2 separate regions of the Pan troglodytes genome follow, and region 2 is linked to region 1. Evidence: chromatin contacts called from public capture Hi-C data. All regions are on one chromosome and are shown on one strand. The core of a region is the stretch at or near the end of the contact, and the rest is flanking DNA. Distances in the headings are between cores, read along the strand shown. Region 1 has its middle 53 kb from the start of ARL4C. Region 2 has its middle 160 kb from the start of SH3BP4.

Region 1 (6,972 bases), core at 1,867-4,366:
CCCAGTTTTCTTTAGGGAAGCCCTAACTTAGACTCTCATGAATCCCCCAAAAAGGCAAGTTGAAAAAAATAACTTTTCTTTTTTGACATTTGAGGCATTCAAATGTCACACAGAGTCTCACTCTGTCACCCAGGCTGGCGTGCAGTGGCACGATTTCAACTCACTGCAACCTCCATCCCCCTGGTTCAAGTGATTCTCCTGCCTCAGCCTCCTGAGTAGCTGGGACTACAGGTACCTGCCACCACACCCGGCTTATTTTGTATTTTTAGTAGAGATGGGGTTTTATCATGTTGGCCAGGCTGGTCTCGAACTCCTGACCTCAAATTATCCACCCACCTCGGCCTCCCAAAGTGCTAGGATTACAGGTGTGAGCCACTGTACCTGGCTGAAAAAAAAAAAGTTTTTTAATCCAGAAGAGACGGTATCTCCTCATGGTTTCATTTAGTTTTAAAAGATCCTTCTCATTTCCATCCCTCCCTCCTTACATACAAACCTAAAATTCTTGGATCCCTGAGGATAAAAACATAGTGGCTGACTCACATCTACCTGTATAATATTCAGGCAGCTTTTCCCAATTATTAGCTGTTCTCCACAGGATGAATGGAGGGTTTCTTTTTCTCCCTACTTCAATTCTAGTTAAATAAGTGAGATGCAAGGAGGAGGAAGAATTATAATGAGTCTGTACCGTGATATTATTTCATTACAGGCTGTAAAAAAATCCTCATTATTAATCAGTTATATCATATTAGTGATCTTGCATCGTGTGTGTGTGTGTGTGATCCTGCATGTGTGTGTGAGACGGATAGAGTGTCTGTGTGCTTTTGCCTGGGAGAATGTTGTTGACACTGCTCTTATATAGGATGGTTTTAAATAAATTTCTTTGCCACTTTCAAAAGTCTGTGTCCTGGATTCACACCTTCACTCTCATTCTCTTTATTCTACTTAGTTGTCCCATTTGCCTATGTATATTTCCTAGGACCAAATGCTGTCTTTTAAAAGCCCTTCCCGAAACCTCTCTGAGATTCTTTCTTGAACAGTTTTACAAACTTACAACCCACCCAATGTGTTTACAGGTAAGGTTTGCAGCGTAGAAAACATGATCAGCACCAACTGTCACTCCTGTTGTTGCAAATTTCCTTCCCCCATTTACTATTATACACAATGAGAATAGCAATTGGCAAGCATTGGGGAAAGACCCATCTGCCTCTCTACATGTGCATGCAGTAGGAGGTGCATATGTGCATACAGCGAGCTTTTAGCCATCAGCTCACCTGAGTGCTCTGTCCTTCTCACTTCCTGCCGAGCAGACCTAGCAAACCAGGGGGAGTTCATGCTTTCTCTGCATTTGTCAGACCACATCTAGTGTGTGAGGGCTGGCTCCTTTCTTCCTTCATTCATTCTTCAAATCTTTACTGAGCTTGTCCTATATGCTAGACACTCTTCTAGACAACAGAGGGGTGGAGGTGAGAAAGACAGCCCTCCTGCCCTCCAGGGGCTTACACTCCAGGAATAGTGACCAACAGACAGAGTTGATTCATGCCTTGGGAAGCGTCTAACAAAGAAGAGAGAGGCAAGCAGGAAGGGAGTGGGGTGAGGAGGCCCTGGCCCTCACTAGTCTTAAGATATTCAGCTTTCCTGGAGGAGGTGTTACCTAAATCAGGTGCTGAGGAAAGCAGGTGTCATTCAGGGAGATGATGGGGGCAGTGGGGAGAGGATCTGGAGAGAGGACATCTCATGCCAAACTGAAAGGGCCCAGGGAGGAAAGGTCGGTGCACAGGGTGGTGAGGGCGTGCTGTGTGTGTGGTGGGGGCACAGCAGGGAAGGCAGAGGTGGATTCAAGGAAGTGAGAAGGGGCAGTATGAGGAGGTGAGGTAAACTCAGGAGAAGTTGAAGAAGCAGTCAGTTTGGCCTGGGGAAGAATCAAGGGCAATTCTTTTTGAAGCAGTGAGAGCTGCCCAAAATGCTGAAAACACAGACGCAAGGGTAGATGGATTCTGTGGCCTCCATGTCATAGGAATAGAATGAATGGCTGAAGGGCAGAAGGAGGAGTGTTGGGGGATAAATGGAAGCAGAGACAGCAGTTACTGAGCAGGTGCAACACATCAGGTGCCTTATGTGTGTCCTCCTGTTGATTCTCACAGCAATGCTGGGGTGGAACAATTATACCTTCCACCTTCCACAGGAGGTAGCTGAGGCCAGTGCACTTAGGAAACTTGCCCAATATTATGGGCTGCCAATTGATGGAGCTGGGATTTGAACCCAGGAAGCCTGGTTCCCAGGCCTGTGCCAATGAAAGGCAACCAACCATGAAGCAGGCACCTTCTAAGGCAGTGAGGATCTCATTGCTGGAAATTTTCTAGAAGGGGGCGATATAGTGGACATTTGTGGCTAGCTCCCCAGCGCTTGTGTAAGTCAGCACACTCCAATCACTGTTTCCCCAGGGGCACCCACATGATGGAAGAGCTGGCCAGCCCCAGCTGCCATAAAAACCCTGGCCAAGGGAGGCACAGAGCGGTCCCTGGGGGCACTGGCCTACCTGACCACAGCGTCCAAAGCTCGTGGCCTCTGGGCTTTCCACTAGGAGGGTTGATTGGAAGAAAGAGTGAAAGGCATCCAGGAGCTAAGTGATAAGAACTCATGAACACAAAGAAGAAAATAACAGACACGGGTCTACTTGGGGGTGGAGGGTGGGGGAAGGGAGAAGAGCAGAAGAGATTACTACTGGGTACTGGGCTTAATTCCTGGGGGATAAAATAATCTGTACAACGGATGCCGTGACATGAGTTTACCTATGTAACAAACCTGCACATGTACCCCTGAACCCAAAATAAACGTTGACAAGAAGAAAGGCATCAAGGAATTAAATTGTTAAATTTTGGGAAAAAGTTGCAGCTCAGGCAGACTTGGAGGAGAGAGAAACCAGTGTTTTGGAGTGAGAGAGAGGAAACAGGCAGTTCTGAATTCTTTGGAGCAGTCGAGGGAGCTCAGGCAGGGGCTAAAGACACCCGCTCAAGGGCGTAGCTGCCTTCCCGAACCCCTTCGCCCTGGCCAAGGCCTCCTCCTCTATGAGAACAAAGTCAGAATTGAGAAAAACTACACACAAAAGGCTAATCATCCATTCAGACGGTGAGGGTGCTGAGTGAGCTGTGTCTAGGGGAAACCAGCGGGGAGGGCCCGGGAGGAGTTTGTGCTACAGCAAGAATATTATGAAGAAGAAAATGACTTTGCCAGAAAAGGGCAGCCTGAGCCTGTGGCCTCCATGGCTTCTCCAGGCTATAGGTCTGTGCTTCTCCTACAGACTCTAGTAACGTCTGAGTTGCTTGAAAAAGAAATCGGGGGGCTTTACACCCATGTTGTCACACCTGTGCTTATCATTAGCATTACAATCTGGAAAGGGGGCGGGCTGGGGAGAGAGGGAAGCTTCCTCTCCTGGGGCCCAGGGACATGTGGTCTGGAATCCTAGCAACCCAAACAGCTGGCTGCTGCACTGGCTTCTTGGCCGGTCCCCTCTCATACTCCAATATAGAGATGCAGACAGTGAGTCAATGAGTTCCCATCACTGATAAGTCACATGGTTTGGTTTTGCCTCGTTTTGTGTCTTGCAAACAAAAGCATTCTGATGGATTTGGCTGAGGTCAGTCCGCCCTCTCTCAGGGATGCTATGGAAGGAATCTCTCCATCAGGAGGTGTGTGGACGAGGACCTCTGAGATCCCTGGCTCAACTCTAAGATTCTATTACTCCTTCATATGATTCAAAGTTGTGTAGGTTTTTCTTCTTTCAGGTGCAGGTGGAAAACATTTAAAGACACAGAGTTTTTAAATTGTTTTATATTTTAGATTCAGGGGTTACATGTGCAGGTTTGTTTCAAGGATATATCGTGTGATGCTGATGTTTGGACTTCTATTGATTCCATCACCCACATAGTGAGTGTAGTACCCAGTAGAAAGTTTTCAGCCCTTTCTCCCCCCTCCCTCCCTTTCTCCCTCCTTCTCTCCTTTTGGAGTCCCCAGTGCCTATTGTTCTCATCTTTATATTTGCATGTACCAAGGTTTAGCGCCCACTTGTAAGTGAGATGTGACATTTGCTTTTTTGTTTCTGCATTACTTCATTTAGGATAATGGCCTGCAGCCACATCTATGTTGCTGCAAAGGACATAATTTCACTCTTTTTTATGGCTCCATAGTATTCCATGGTGTATATGTATGACATTTTCTTATCCAGTCCACCATTGATGGACATCTAGGTTGATTCCATGAAAAGAGACACAATCTTAATTATTTTGTCGTCACAAACGTCACTAAGACAAAAAGAGGGAACATTTAACATAAGTTCTACAACCTAATGACACCGACAGGAATTTGATCCTGGTTTTGGAAAGCTTAAATTAGACACACACACGTGCTCAGGCACACACAAAGCAGAATTCTTTGTCTAACTTAAACCCCAACTTCAGAGGGTAAGTTCAAGTTCACATCTTGAAAATTTAAATGGCTCTATTAAGACATTCTTCCCATATCCTTGGGTTTAAAATGCAGTGAGTCAACCAGCCAAACTAATTTCGTACTCAACTTTCATATACTTGAACGAATTATGGCTATTTTTAACGGGATTATGAAGATTATCAAAATCACTTGAGAGAGTAAGAAATCCTGTTGGAAGGAAGTATAATACCCTTGCAAAGATAAGTATAATTAGTGTGGAAAAGGGCGATGAAAAATTAATAGAGTTTTAAGGTCAAAGATATATGCAGGTGTGTAAAATCCTCAAATTAGTTCTTGTAAGACTCTGTCCTAACAAATTCCGTGATCAGAACATTCTCCGAAGTTTTTCTGCATTCTTCAGACTCTCCAAGAGTGGAAGGTGCCAACTGCATCCCTAGCCAGGGCAGGAGAACAAAGAGAGGGACCCACATCGTGACCACAACCATCTCAGCCCCGAGCGACGCTGCTCTCATAGCGAAGGTGTTCAGTTTCACCACTAGAGGGAGCGCAGAGCCCACAGCATCATCATAAGGTTAGGGAGAAAGAAGAAATTGGGTCCAGAAACTTCCTTTGGCATCCCCCACCCACCACAAATAAACGTTACAGCTATCTCATGGGAGAATTTAGAACACACAGGTCAAACGATCTTGGGTAGACCACAGGCTGGGTAAGTTCATTTGCAAGCCCTTGCTGTCTGCTGGCCTCCAGTGCGTGCCTTACAGACACTTTTGATGGATAATCACACCTTTCTCACAAGGGTTCCGTGAGTCACTATTTTGCAGAAGAAGCAACTGAGGCCCAGAGAGTAACTTGTTCGAGTTGATAAAGCAAGTAAGTCTTCCGGACTCCAAAGATGGTTCCTGTAACAGTGTTCCCAGGAAGCACCCAGGACTCAGGACGCTCTTTGAAGATCACAATTGTATGATCTCACTGAAAACAAGCTTCTGCCCCTGAAGTCATGTTTTGACATCCTAGCTGTTCCTGGGAACTCATCCACAACGTCCCATTAAAAGTGGCCATGACATTACAGAAAGAAAACAGAAAAGAAGGAGAGCGTGAGAGAGAAATTCACAAGAGTGCCCTACCACCAGGAACCTAAAAAACAGAGAGAAAATCCACAGGCCAAGAGGAAATCCACTGGGCTGCTAGTGGAGTTTGACAGAGAAGCACAAGTCATCGTCGGATATCCTGTTTCTAATATGAATGGTAAAGGCCTCAATTTATTTATTTAATTTAATTTAATTTTTTGAGACGGAGTTTCGCTCTTGTTGCCCAGGCTGGAGTGCAATGGTGTGATCTCGGCTCACTGCAACCTCCGCCTCCCTGGTTCAAGTGATTCTCCTGCCTCAGCCTCCCAAGAAGCTAGGATTACAGGCGCGCACCACCACACCCAGCTAATTTTTGTATTTGTAGTAGTGACAGGGTTTCACCATGTTGCCCAGGCTGGTCTGGAACTCCTGACTTCAGGTGATTCCCCCGCCTCGGCCTTCCCAAAGTGCTGGGATTACAGGCCTGAGCCACCGCGCCCAGCCAACTTATTTTTACAAAAGAATATTTCTATAACAAATAAGAAAAAATGGAATTATAACAACACTGTTGGTTTATAGCATCAAATGAGCGAAAATCGGGGTATAAACGAGGGGATGGCAGTTCTTTCCATGGATAAGGCATAGTCAAAATTCCTACTCATTTTTTTTTAACTCTGATAATTAAGCGATAGGGATAAACACAACTTGGTAAACCAAAAATTAAAGACTAAGAACTGAATGTCTCTTCTTTCAAATACAAGAGAAAATTCATGTAAATAAATAAATATGATATACTTAATACATATAATATTAACATCAATATTAATAATATAATATTATATATTAAATATTATATTCTTAATTATAAAAGATAGGAAATGAAAGGAACAACAGTGAGCCCCCAAAGAGACAAGAGTGTGAAACTACATGGCAAGAATGAGTGAAAGAGAGTTGTTTAAATTCCATAGTTAGAAAAATAAGACATATCAGGTTTTCAAAAAGTGTAGCCATTTTCTGTTTCTAAAAGGGACACTTAAAGTGAAAGGCGACTGAAAGGCTAAGAATGAAGGACCAGGCAAAGATATAACAGGCAAGAAGACAAAGCAACGAAGAAGAGAGAGGAAAACGAATGAGAGGCAAGGCAGGTGCTGTGGTTTGAATGAGTCTCCTCTGATGTGTCCATCTGTGGTGGTATTGAGAGGCGGGGCCTTTAAGAGCTGAGGAAGGGCCGGATGCAGCGGCTGACGCCTGTAATCCCAGCACTTTGTGAGGCCAAGGTGGGTGGATCACTTGGGGTCAGGAGTTCGAGACCAGCCTGGTCAATATGGTGAAATCCTGTCTCTACTAAAAATACAAAAATTAGCTGGGTGTGGTGGTGGGTGCCTGTACTCAGGAGGCTAAGACAGGAGAATTGCCTGAATTCGGAAGGTGGAGGTTGCAGTGAGCCGAGATAGTGCCATTG
Region 2 (7,394 bases), core at 1,376-3,875, 540 kb after region 1:
TTACAGGCCGTGTTCAACTTGGAAGTGGTATTTTTATCATGTAAAGACAATGAGGTCCATAAAATCTTCCCCCAGCCCACTTGCAGGCAGAATCACACCCCTCCCCCATCAACAAGATGTCCTCACCCTCACCCTTATACCTAGGACCTGTGAATGGGTTCCATTCTGTGGCAAAAGGGAATGTGCAAATGAGGTTAAGATTATGGATTTGTGGCCTGGCGCCGGTGGCTCCTGCCTGTAATCCCAACACTTTGGGAGGCCAAGGCGGGAGAATCATTTGGGGTCAGGAGTTTGAGACCAGCCTGACCAACATGAAGAAACCCCGCCTCTATTAAAATACAAAAAAAATTAGCCAGGCACAGTGGCTGGCACCTGTAGTCCCAGCTACTCAGGAGGCTGAGGCAGGAGAATGGCTTGAACCTGGAAGGCAGAGGTTGCAGTGAACTGAGATTGCGGCACTACACTCCAGCCTGGGAGACAGAGCAAGACTCCGTCTCAAAAGAAAATATATGTGATTTTAAAATAGAGAGATCTTCCTGGCTTCTATGGGTGAGCCCAATCTAATCACATGAGCCCTTGTAGGAGACAAAACATGATTTCTTTTCTATCCTTTCCCTTTTTCTAGGTTCTTAGTTGAGACACTCTCGTGAAAACAAAAGTCAAATTAACTAAAGAAAAACAAGCAGACGTTTATTAACACCTGCTGTACCCATCACATGAGAGAGGTCTCAGTTCAAAAGTATTTCTCTCTGAAGGCAGTGGCTTAGAGGCCTTGCGTAAACAGTATTCTAATGAAGAGCCATAAATTCTATACAGTGACAAGATGAAGGTGAGAGCAGCTCTCATCTTTTAAAAGGTGGGAAACTGGAGGAAGAAGGTAAAATGTGTTCCCAGACTCTTCTGGCGCCTGCTGCTGCCTTCTCTGGGTGGATGACAAGCACTGTCTCCAGGAAGGAGGGACTGAAGTCCTGCCATCAGGTAAGCGGAGGCCGAGGCAGTGTTTCCCTGCGTTTTCAGTGTCTTGAACTAACAGTCCTCAATATTTTGAGGAGAAATATTTTGATTTCCTTTACTCTGAAGAGCAGAGAACTTTGTCCAGCTGCAGTCCAAAGCTGCTTCCACACAGAGAGTTGTAGGATCTGGAGCGTGGGAGGGACAGAGTGGCTGTGGCTGGAGGAGAAGCCACGTGGAAAGTGGAAGGAATACAGGTCACCTTGAGGAGCAAAGACTGGCTCCCAGTGGAGGCCACAGGGAAATGAGACCTCCCTCCACAACTGCGGGGAACCAGACTTGCCCACCCGTGAGTCATCCTCAGAGCTGCAGAAAGCAGTGCGGCCCAGCTGACGCCTGCTTTCAGCCTTGTGACTCCACCCAGATGTCGTCGGACTTCTGACCTGTAGAACCATGAGTGAATAAACAGGTGTTGTGTTAAGCCCCTGACTTTGTGATGATTTGTTGAGCTTGCTGGACATGCGCTGTGGGGATGCGTGGGTGCACGTCGTCATCCGTGGAGGTGTGTGTCGGTGTTGACATCTGCATTGGGTACGCGGAAGAGGGTTCATTTGATTGTGAGTTGTCCCACGGTTAGCCTGTCACTCCAGGAGCGGCTGCAGCCCTGCCTTGCTGGAGAGTGGGGATGACAGAGTTTCTGTGACGTTCCTGGGAAGGGGTGAGGACTGGAGGAGTGGGGATTGGTTGGAAGGGTTGGGAGGGTCACCTGCTTGAAGCTGGGTTTGTGGCAAGCGTTGTTTCCAGCGGTTGCTCTTCAGGCTGGAGCTGATTTGGGGAGGGGAAGCTGCGGGAGAGTGAGCGTGGCTCGCTCCCCAGCCAGCCTGGTACCCACGCAAACTGCCGTCCTGCCTGTCCCTGTGGGTTTGCTGCTGCTGTTGCTCTTGTTCTTTTCATGGTTGGCCCCACGTGTGTTCAGCCCTTAACTTGTTAAGAGGATGAGCTTTGGAACTGACACCCCTGGGCCATTTCTCCAAGTCTTTATGCCTTGCTGACCTCATGTGTATAATGGTGTGATAATAATAGGATGTCTTTTATGGGGCTCTGTAAGGACCCAAAAGGCACCTGTTTGTAAAGCACAGAATGTGGACTGTGTGAGCCCATGCCCTATAAAACGCATTCTTGTCTTGCATTTCTGTTGGCGGGTGGTCCTCATCGGACCCTCAGAAGCTTTCACATGGTGTGAGGGCCCCACTTGTCTGGAGCTTCCTTGGATCATCTGCCCCAAAATAGACACACTTTTGGTCTGCCATGGAACCAAATCCAGCCCTCGCCCTAAAAGCAGCCCTGTCTTCCAATTAAAATGAAGAGTTTTTTTTTTTTTTTTTTTTTAAGTTCTGCCATCAGCATCTCTTCTGAGGAACTCCAGGAGATGGCCTGCACTGGGCCCTGGGATCACGTTGCTCATCTCCAGCCCGACCCCCATCTGTGGGGCTGCCTGAAAGTGGCGTGTCTCTCTTGCAAACTGCTGCTGGACATTTCACGGGGGTGGTGGGCAGCCTCTTAATGGCGAAATCCAGCAGGATTTAAACAAGTTAATGATTTGGATAGTGATCCTCTGCCTTGCCCCACCCTCCCCTGAGAATGCTGCATCTCCCTTTTTCATTTCTGGACTGGGATGGGAAAGTGACCCTGGACCCACGGCTGTCAGGAGCAAAGTCAGAGCCTTTGATTGGAGTCAGAGCCTTTGATTGGAAACCAGGCGCCACCTGCTGACTCACAACGCTCACTTCTTTGGTCAGTTTCTGTGCCTGGGACAAGGAGTTTAAGAGCTCCCATCCATCTAGTTCTCAGGCAAAGTTGCACATTGACTCTGCCTTTGACATTCGCAAGAGGAGCCCCTTCCTTTGGCCCCAAGCATTAGAGGGTCAAAATGACTTATTCAAACAGCGTGGCCTGTCTACAGGACATTCAGGCATACACAATAGTGGCTAAATTCAGACATCTTTGATATTTTACCAACTTTCTGTCATTTAAAACAACAGCTTTACATATATTGCTCAGGGTCTGAAATTTGTCTCTGGCAAAAGTGACCCTAAACTCTAAATATCTGCTCTGGTCGATAATACCGTGTAGGCCCCAGGGAAATGCTTCTCTGTAGGTCTGTGTCTTGAGACCAAAGGTGACTTTATCCAAAAGCTGTGAGGTTTGTAGATTGCACAACTGCAGCTATCAGAGATGGTCACTGAACTGCGACCATTTTGAAAAGAGAAGATACAAACTAATTGACTTGTCAAATTCGTTCTTGCAGAGAGCATGGATGCAACCGATTCTTGCATAACCAAATCCTTTTCCAGGAGTGCTGAAAATCCATTTTCTGTTAGTGATTTCAGAAATATTCATAGATAAATAGAGTACTCGAAGCCCTTGCACCTGGTGTCTCAGGAAGTTTTTTCTTTTTCTTTTTTCTTTTTTTTTTTTGGAGACAAAATCTTGCTCCATTGCTCAGGCTGGAGTGCAGTGGTATGATCTTGATGCACTACAACATCCACCTCCCTGGTTCAAGCGATTCTCCTGCCTGAGCCTCCCAAGTAGCTGAGATTACAGGCACCCACCACCACACCCAGCTAATTTTTGTATTTATAGAAGAAAAATTGCTACTAAATTTTGCCATGTTGGGTCTTGCCATGTTGACCAGGCTGGTCTTGAACTCCTGACCTCAGGTGATCCTCCCACCTCGGCCTACCAAGGTGCTGGGATTACAGGTGTGAGCCACTGCGCCCAACCAACATTTTTCAATATTAAACAATTTGTGTCACTTTTACATTTTATATGTATAGATCTAGATACAACATATGTGATGCTAAAGCTGATTCTTTTTATTTATCTACGAATCTTGATATTGCTTTAAGGGATGGTAAAAATCATACGAGTGGTAATAATTTAAATGATAAAATTAAAACATTTTGTATTTTATGCCACAATGACAATCTCTTTTGTGCAGCCCTATTACAATGTTTGAATAAGTTATGTAAATTCCTGGTACATTTCTGCATCACAGTACTTTCCTAAAACTTATCGACAATTCCAATAGCTATAGCTTTAGCGGGTCAAAGTTTCCTCAAAATAAAACTAATGAAAAATGATCTGAGAAACTTAATGATCTCAGAAAGTTTGCTTAATTTGTCATTACTATCAATAGAATGCAAATTATATGAAAATATTGATTCTAACAACGTAATTAATGTTCTTTGCTAAAATTAAGAAAAGGCAAAAATTTATGGATAATATATAACTTATCAATTATGTATGTTGTTACTTACTTATTCAAACAGTGTAGCCTATCCACTGGATATTTAGGTGTACACAATGATTATTAAATTCAGATGTCTTGGATTTTCACCAACTTTCTGTCATTTAAAACAACAGCTTTACATATATCACTCCATTTTTGTTCTTATGAAGGTATGCTTTTCAAGATAGAATGATGAAACATACTTATTCATTCGTTTTATTTGTACCTTTTAAATATCTCTCTATCTGTATCCTATACCTCCCGATACACACATGCGCGCACACACACACATGCACACACACACGCGCACACACACATGCACGCACACACACATGCACACACACACGTGCACACACACGCACACTACCTGGGTATCCCTTTGTACCCTTGCCCTAGACACCACAGATGCTAGGAGAAACCTGCTGTTATTGATTTCTTCCAAAGTAAAACTTGCTCAGGTTGGTTCTAACATATGACATTCTGGTTTATAAAAGTATTGGGGTAAGCATTTAGGCTTATTAAAATGTTACGTTAGGGGTACTGTCTCTAAAAGGGATTGCCTGACTTGGGGACAAGGAGGTTAAAGAAGGCCAGCAAGACACTTTAAAGCTACCAATGTCAAAATAAAGGGGGTTCTGGCCAGGCGCGGTGGCTCACACCTGTAATCCCAGCACTTTGGGAGGCCGAGGCAGGTGAATCACCTGAGGTTAGGAGTTCAAGACCAGCCTGGCCAACATGGTGAAACCCCATCTCTACTGAAAACACAAAAATTAGCCGGGCGTGGTGGCACGTGCCTGTAATCCCAGTTACTCGGGAGGCTGAGGCAGAAGAATCACTTGAACCCGGGAGGCAGAGGTTGCAGTGGGCAGAGATCGCACCATTGACTCCAGCCTGGGCAATAAGAGTGAGACTCTGTTTCAAAACAAAAATAAATAAATAAATAAATAAATAAATAAATAAATAAATAAATAGGGGGGCTCAATCAGGGAGGTGTCCTGGAGAGGAGGTCTTGTCTGGGAAGCTGTGAAAAGGGGACATGAGCTTTGTTACAGGAGCCGTTATTGAGTTCAGGAATTCTCAGGTCTGCTTCTGGAAGCTTGCTCCTCTTTTCTGAGCAGTAATGTGGAAATCATAGTTGATTCTGATGCCTGTAGTGCTTCCCACTCCAAGAATACAAAAGAGGGGACTTGGTCCCTGCCCCCAAAGGGCTCTTAGGGGCTGCCTTTGTAGAGAAGCATCCCTTCATGAAACAATTTTATTTCAAAATCACTTGTTGCTAACTAGTGTGGTCGTTCCTCAAAAAATTAAAAGCAGAATCACCATAGGATCCAACAATTCTACTTCCGGGCAAAAACATAAAAGAATTAAATGCAAGGTCTTGAACACATATCTGCAACCTCATGTTCCTAGCAGCATTATTCACAAAAGCCAAACAACGGAGGTTGCAACTGAAGTGTTCATCACTGGATGAATGGATAAACGAACTGTGGTGTATACACACAAGGGAATCATACTCCGTTTTAAAAGGAAGGAAATCCTGACACACACTACAACATGGATGATTGCTGAGGACATTATGCTAAGTGAAATAAGCCAGTCACAAGAGGACAAACACTGCACAGTTTCTTTTACCGGAGGCACCTTGTGAGATAGTTAATTTTCTGTGTCAATTTAACCGGGCTAAAGGGTGCCCAGATAGCTGGTAAAACATTATTTTGGATGTGTCTCTGAGATTGTTTCTGGAAGAGGTTAGCACTTGAATCCGTAGACCAATTAAAAAAGAACTGTGCTCACAGGTGTGCGCAGCCATCACCCAAACTGTTGAAGGCCCAAAGAGAACAAAAAGGAGGAAGGATGAGTCTGTTCTCTCTGCTTGAGCTGAAACATCCATCTTTTCCTGCCCTGAGATATTGGAGCTCCTGGTTTTCAGGTTTTCAGACTCAGACTAGGACTTATACAATTGATTCTCCTGGTTCTTAGGTTTTTGGATTCAGACTAGGACTTATACAATTGATTCTCCTGGTTCTGAGGCCTTTGGACTCAGGCTCTATCACACTATAGGCTTTCCTGGTTCTCCAGGTTGCAGACAGCAGACTGTGAGACTTCTTGGCCTCCATAAGCATGTGAGCCAATTCCCATAATAAATTCCTATCTATCATCTATCTATCTATCTATCTATCTATCTATCTATCTATCTATTATCTATCTATCGTCTACCCTATCCGTTCTGTTTCTTTGGAGACCCTAGCTAATACCTCTAGAATAGTCGAATTCATAGAGAGAGAAAGAATGGTGGTTGCCAGTGGCTGGGAGGAGGAAGGAATAGGGAGTCGTTCGATGGGTGCAGAGTTTCAGTTTTATAAGATGAAGAGCTCTGGGACTGGATGGTGGTAATGGTGGCTCAACAATGAGAACGTACTTAATGCTACTAAACTCTGCGCTTAAAAATGGTTAAAATGGTCCATTTTAATCTTACATGTATTCTACCACAATTTGAAAAACTACTTGCTACTAATTCACACATTGCTTCCCTCTTTCATGAATCACAAGATGTTTTCTAAGAGGCCTACAGTGATTTCAGGGGCAGAGGGGTGAACAAGAAGAGCCCCCATTCTCTGCCCCAGCAGGCTGTGACCTGGTGAAGAAGACAAGCCCAAACAAGTAATAAGGGGCCCAGGTCTGAAGGTTCAGAATGAAATGACTTTTCTCCAGCATCTAGAAGTCACCTTCAGGAAAGCTCATTTTGAGATTTTGGACTGGTATAATTTATAATCACTGGATCATGGAATATGAGGCTGCTAAGGGTCTTCAGATATCGCCAGGACGACAGCCACCTCCTATTGATGAGAACACTGGGATACAGGGTTTTCTGTGAGCAGCTCAAAGCCCCATGGCCAGGGAATCCTTGCACATAATCCCACCCAGCCTCTGGTTTTTCTATTTGTCCACAGAGCTTTCCTTTTCACAGCCAATATTCATAAGGAAGGAGTCAGTGTCACCCATGGTCTGTCCAGTGGAGTAAGGTCCTCAGATTTCCAGGGGAGAAGTCCAACCTGCAGGGGCAAGACACACATGAAATGATAACTCAGGCCTTGCAGAGCACATGTTTCTTAGATACCCTTGTATCTAAGGGTATCTAAGTACCCCAAAG

The links. Capture Hi-C pulls out chosen DNA fragments and counts their contacts.
Region 2: a contact with region 1 is called in a capture Hi-C map of stem cell-derived neural stem cells, with 9 times the contacts expected there. The contact joins two enhancer-like sites. A contact is called at or near these places in 5 of 7 Hi-C or Micro-C datasets (blood, induced pluripotent stem cells, a lymphoblastoid cell line and 1 more) and 1 of 1 other capture datasets (stem cell-derived neural stem cells).

Annotation. Positions count from the first base shown.
Region 1 is chr13:136,729,610-136,736,581 of NHGRI_mPanTro3-v2.0_pri, forward strand. No RefSeq gene overlaps it. Among named protein-coding and RNA genes, the nearest start is that of ARL4C, 53 kb to the left of the region's middle. Within about 2 kb of position 3,117, at least 3 of the 24 cell types and tissues checked have an H3K27ac peak or open chromatin away from gene starts, as enhancers often do. A contact at or near this core is called in stem cell-derived neural stem cells, where this site is marked.
Region 2 is chr13:137,274,051-137,281,444 of NHGRI_mPanTro3-v2.0_pri, forward strand. No RefSeq gene overlaps it. Among named protein-coding and RNA genes, the nearest start is that of SH3BP4, 160 kb to the left of the region's middle. Within about 2 kb of position 2,626, at least 2 of the 24 cell types and tissues checked have an H3K27ac peak or open chromatin away from gene starts, as enhancers often do. A contact at or near this core is called in stem cell-derived neural stem cells, where this site is marked.